2 separate regions of the Rattus norvegicus genome follow, and region 2 is linked to region 1. Evidence: chromatin contacts called from public Hi-C data. All regions are on one chromosome and are shown on one strand. The core of a region is the stretch at or near the end of the contact, and the rest is flanking DNA. Distances in the headings are between cores, read along the strand shown.

Evidence for each region. A called contact is a pair of places that touch in the nucleus more often than the background predicts.
Region 2: a Hi-C map of liver shows a contact between it and region 1, with 5 times the contacts expected there. The contact joins two enhancer-like sites. A contact is called at or near these places in 3 of 12 Hi-C or Micro-C datasets (kidney and liver).

What each region holds. Positions count from the first base shown.
Region 1 is chr2:112,308,951-112,311,892 of GRCr8, forward strand. It overlaps Fndc3b (fibronectin type III domain containing 3B), which reads right to left. Exons shown (of 25, transcript NM_001191704.1): 9 at 1,335-1,473. All of the region lies in intron 1 of LOC134485892 (a long non-coding RNA gene), which reads left to right. Among named protein-coding and RNA genes, the nearest start is that of Ghsr, 110 kb to the left of the region's middle. Within about 2 kb of position 1,366, at least 4 of the 93 cell types and tissues checked have an H3K27ac peak or open chromatin away from gene starts, as enhancers often do. A contact at or near this core is called in liver, where this site is marked.
Region 2 is chr2:112,601,818-112,604,759 of GRCr8, forward strand. No RefSeq gene overlaps it. Among named protein-coding and RNA genes, the nearest start is that of Fndc3b, 130 kb to the left of the region's middle. Within about 2 kb of position 1,429, at least 23 of the 93 cell types and tissues checked have an H3K27ac peak or open chromatin away from gene starts, as enhancers often do. A contact at or near this core is called in liver, where this site is marked.

The DNA.
Region 1 (2,942 bases), core at 116-2,615:
GCCTTTACCCAGTCCCTGGGAGCACACTTAAACAGAAGCTGAGATGAATCCAGGACCTTATGTTTTCAGACAACTGAATGGTTCAAGAGGGTATCTCTGTTCCCAAGTGACCTCTCTGGAAGCTGCTGGTCCCCCTGAGACCCGAATGCCACCCAAGCAGAGAGCACAGACATATCAGTGATTCCCAACTTTAAGTTTGTAAGACCCCGGGGTCCCTCTGGTAATCTTCAGATTTCTTGTATTTTATCAAAAGCAATAGATTTTAGTTCTTTCCTTTGAAGAAGATTGATTTATATTAGCTTAGGTGAACTTATTTTTAAATGAATATATATTTGCCAAAGAATTAACCAATGATGATGACCAGTTGGGTGCTAAAACTCTGAAAAGGTGGGAGATCACTGACCTGAATTATCCCTGGAAGCCAGGAAGGAAAATGAAAAGGTCAGATTCTAAGCCAGTTCAGTTTTTCCTTTGTCCCAGTAACACAGTCAATGTCAGCCACTGACCCTGAGCACATGGCTACACACAGCGGGGTGCAGAGAAGCCTGACTACATTTCTCCTGTCACTCCTGCTCTCTCCCAAGCCCCTCACCCCTCCGCACTCTGGAACATAAGCTTCTGTCACCTCCAACTATCTGACGTTTTCTAACTACATTCTCAGATATCAAGACATAGACATAAGGATTGGAAAGGGTGAAAATGATCTATTTTCTTGAGAACAGGAACTGGTGAACAACAGGTTAAAGGCACACTTTAAAGGCGCCCACCCCAGGACTGTGCACTAGGTGATGGTTATTTTTAGACAGTATACTGAATTTTATGAAAATCACTACACAGAGTTCAGGTTATTAAAAATAGGAATCCTGATTGAGCTAATGACTAATTAGTGAAAATTAATGAAGTCTTAATAGAGTATAGGACACAATATATTCTGGGAAGCTTTTATTAAGTATTTCAGCTTTACTTAGGATGAAGGCAAAAGAACTCAAACCTACTTTATCTCCAAACCTTCAAACTACATGCTGCAGTTTACAAATGATTGAAAAATGAACTCAAGTAGTAGAAAGTGATGAAACTGAGGTATTTTAAGTATTTCTATCACTTAGGATAGATTGGGAGATTTACCAAGTTCCCGAGAAGGTGCCCACACCGGATCTAGCTGATCCTTCCTTCTACCTCCTCTGCTTGATTTGTATGGGATTGGCAGTTTCTGATGCATCAGAACTGGGTTCACACAGTGATTACACAGGAAACCAAGCCCCATTGCAAAATGGAATATTTGAAACGGCCCCTGCCTGCCTTGAACATTATTCTTGGCTCTTTGAGCTACCTACCTTCCACTGCAAGGTTAGTGAACTTTTGCTCCTGTGTGCCAGCTTGGGAGGGAAGGGACATTCTGGTGCGCAGCTGTGGGTGGTGAAGCTGACTGGCTCGGAGCAGGATCCCTTGACAGAATTGTACATGGCGTATACCCTACAAAGGAAACAGACAGGGTGAGCAAGAATAACTGGAACTGGCGAACAAGCTTCTCATCTTTGCCTCATCCGTGGGCTTCACAGCTGAGCCAAGCTGCTTACCCAAGAGCACACTGTGGCCTTGCCCTGAACTAGCCCTGGGCAACAATTCCAGGGCCAACCATCTCATTAGGTATCTGTTCAGTGAGTCCTCACTCTGCCCCACTGCAATGGAGGGAACTCTCCTGACTGGAGAAGAACATTCCACATAAGAAAGTGACCTCCACTCCCAGATATGAACTCCATATATACCTTCTAAAAACCAACAGGCTTGACTTGACTATCTAGGAAAAGGTAAGAAGTACACTAGCTAGGAGAGACCAGAGCTCGCAGGTTGCAGAGAGCGTATAGAACAACGAGGTAGGTGACACCTCAGAACTGCTCAGGCACGGTGTATACTGAGCTAAAAATATGGATGCTTTACTCCCGAAACCTGCCGGCTGCTGCCGAATAATTCTCCCTCCAATTCAACAAAGTCAGGGTTCCCACACAGCTCACTCACATGCACATTTAATGGCAGACACAGCACCCAGATTAATGACTTTCTCTCTGCACTCTGAGGCACTTGGCTCAGCGTTCAGCATGTGCCTGACTTTAGGGTATGCAAGTCAAAAAATGGTGAGCCCCAATGTTGACCCTATCCTCGAAGGCAACAGGAGAATGCATCATGTATCTGTGTCATCTGCCTTATGGGAGGACATCACAGGATGAGGCAGACAAATGATACTGACTGTGAAGATGCCCCCTCCCCAACCCGGCGGAGCAAAGGCTCCCCTGCGCACACAGGATGAGGAGGACTGGGAAGAGGCAAACCTGCATGGCAGTGATCCGGCCGGCCTTACGGGCTGTCCCTAGGCCGGGATGCATGCCACTGTGGAAGGGGACCTGGGGTCTTTAATATCAGAACCACTGACGCAGTGCAGGATCAGACCAAGATCTTCACAGGGAGACAGTGAGAGGGCGGCGGTGCGCGTTTCTGGGGGTTGCAGCACCTGAGCATGGTAGTGCTGGCCTCTGATTCCACCATGAAGGAAGCAGGACAGCTCTGAGTCTACGGGTGCCGCGGCTACTGTCCTAGTGACGTTCCTTGTCAACTCAGCACAGGCTCCAGTCACTGGAGAAGACGGAGCCTCCTAGAGAAACCCTGCCATCAGACTGGCCTGCACACAAGCCCGTGGAGTATTTGCGGGACTGGTGATCAATGTGGGAGGATCCTATTATTGACAAAAGCTCACTATGGGCAGTGCCATTGCTGTGCAGGGGGTCCCTGCGAGGTGTAAGAAAACAGGCTGCGCAAGCCAGGAGGTGCAAACCATAAGCAGCCTTCCTCCATGGCCTCTGCTCCTTCCGACCTCCAGGTCGCTGTCTTGGGTTCCTGCACTGACTTCCCTCAGTGATGAGAGTGTCCTGAGAGTGTGAGCTTCAAGC
Region 2 (2,942 bases), core at 179-2,678, 290 kb after region 1:
TGAATGTCAAACAGCCAAACAACGGGGTCGGGAGAAAGGGGCCTAAGCGATCGGCCTCTTTCTGCCGTGAGTTCCACCAGAGAAGTCTTCATGGTGGAGGCAGTCTTTGAAAGTCATGAGAAGGACAAAATGGAGGGTCCTTGCTCTGAGATATATGAACTGGGGAGTGGTGTGCATCTGTGTCTGAGGCAGAACTTTCTAGAAGTAGCTGGATCCAAGCCCAGGCAGGGACGGGATAAGTGTTTGTAGATGATGCATACACATCTCTCAGTTCCAGGCAGTCTTCTGGCTTACTGCCTGTCAGTGTGGCCCTAACACCTCACTGCAGGGTTCCAGAATGATCTTCCCTGGAATAGTGTATCGGGAGTGTCGTCTGCTAGGGAGATGAAAATGCTGGTCTACTCTTTTTAGGATCTCCTGGGCCTAGTCATGGTAACTGCAGTGGACAAGAACAGGGGTGTTTGACTCAATCCTGTGTCTTTGTGGGTAGTATTGTTCTGTGCATCCATCCATCCCTTAGCATTGGCTATGGGCATTCTCTCTATTGTGAGTTTCCCTTTACTTATGTGATTGGAATTGGGTCTGGAGGTGTGTGTGTGTGTGTGTGTGTGTGTGTGTGTGTGTGTGTGTGTATAGAATTTTGTTTGTCAGTTCCACATGAAAGACCATTTTCTTTTAGGTAAGGTCTCTAGTCACCTGCTAGATTATTGATGGCACAAAGACCAAAATAGCCTTAACTGTCTGCCAGAGACCAGAGAAAGCCTGCTGGTAGACAGCTAACAACTGTGTATGCTTTCAACATGATGAAAATTTCATCTTTCAGACGCATCCTTCTTCTCTTATGACAGAGAAATTTCATTATATTCTTAAAACAATGTGACATGAAAAATTTTGTTCAAAGATTCTTTTTTTTGGTAAGGTCAATTTACAACCTTAATTAAAATGGATTCACGAGTGTTTATGCAATTCTTCTAGAAATGACTATTACTGGATTAGGCAGTAATGAGTATTTTATAGAAGAGTCAATACGTGCTGTGTGTTTTCAGACTTGCCATCTGGTTCTAGTCTCTGTTTGGCAACAGGGTTTTATACGTGGCTTGGTTCGTGCAGCCAAGAAACCTCTCATACTTTGCAATTTGCCACTCTGTTTCAAAGACCTACTTAGAGGTTCACGCTTGTAGCACAGGCTGCCGGATTTAAGTGTCTTAAGTTAGAGTCTCAGGGGCCCGAAATATCTCTTGTACCCACACATTTCCTGGTAGGCCAAACTTCACAAAATAAACACAGATGACCTCTCGCCCATCCAGGCTTCCGGAAAGTTTAGAAATGATGCAAGTCCTTGGCAATGTGATATGACACACTGCTGTGCCTGTGCTGAATGTGAACTTCCTCCACCCTGAACCGGCGTGGACAAACAAGCTACTTTGGCCCTGCTGTGGACTCAGAATCTGATGGACTTGAACAAAACTACATGCTAAGAGGGTGGCCTCTGCTCTGGGAGGGAGGAGCCACAGGGGAAGCCTCCTGGTCGAGTCACAGTAACAGTCAAGGCAGAGAAGAAAAGAGAAGCTAGTTCTCCCAATTGTACCTCAATTTCCCTTTCTTTCTCCACCTCCCTAGTGTGCAGGAATGGATGTCTGGAATTGATCAGGGTTCTCCAGAGTGACTGAGAGGGCACCACCACACATGACATTGGCTTTGCTCATTCTCTTTACAGGAGTGTGAGCTGGGACACCCCTGCCCTGTTCCATGCCTATCGCTTTGTCACTTTGCCATTAAGCTGGCTCTCAGCCCAGCTTCCTTCCCAGGGTAATTTATCCTGATTTCTCATTCAATAAATGTAAATACATATGTGAGTACTGACTGGTATCTTCTGTCTCCTTTACCCTCTTTTGATTATTCTGTGTACTGTACCTAACGCCAAGTTGGAATTATTTATTTCCTTGAAGTTTGTTTTGTTTTCATTAAGATTTTTTTCTCCTTCTAAGTCCTGAATATTCTCTTTTCACTAGGCCCAAAAAGGTAATGTATACTTAGAAGTATTTATGTTGCAGAACTAGGCACATCTGATTAAAGAAGCTTAATTGTTAACGATTGGTGTGGGCTACTGTGGTTTGTACCGGAAATGCTTGTCTCTTGGCTCCTGGCTCTATTTTTTTTTTTTTTTTTTTTGGTTCTTTTTTTCAGAGCTGGGGACCGAACCCAGGGCCTTGCGCTTCCTAGGTAAGCGCTCTACCACTGAGCTAAATCTCCAACCCCTCCTGGCTCTATTTTGAAGGTTATAGAGCATGTATAGCAGATGTAGGTCACTAGAGTTGGGCCTTTGAAACCTATGTCTGTCACATGTTCCAGCTGTGTGCTATCTGCTTCCTGGCCTGTGCCGTGAGAGCCACCACAAACTCCCACCGTGTGAACTAAGCTGGATTCTTACCATGATGGACTGAGACCTTCTGAAATGAGGGGCTATGATACATCTTCCCTCTCTTGTTTCTGTCAGAAAGTTTGGTCAACTGACCTGGAGAAACTGTTACAGACTGTGGGCAGTGTTGCTGTGATAAACCTGACCCTGTGGTTCTCCGACCTTGGGAACTGATTTCCAGGAGAGATGTGGAGGAACTGGAACTGCAAGATAGAAAAGTTCTAGGCTGTTGTAAGCTGAAACTTAAGATGTCATTCTGACAGACATTGGAAGACCACAGAGCTCACAGGAAGGTGGCTAGGAGAGGTTGGGACCTTAAGATGTCAGGGGAGATCAAAACAAAAACAAAAACAAAACAAACAAATAAAAAAACAAATACAAACTATCAGGGGTTGCATTAGAAGCCATTGGTGTTATGTGCTGAAAAAAAAATCGTCTTTACACTCTGTTGAAGGTGAGTGAAACTGAATTAAAGATGTACTAATTAATTTAGTGGGAGGAATGTCAACATAGCATGATGCTC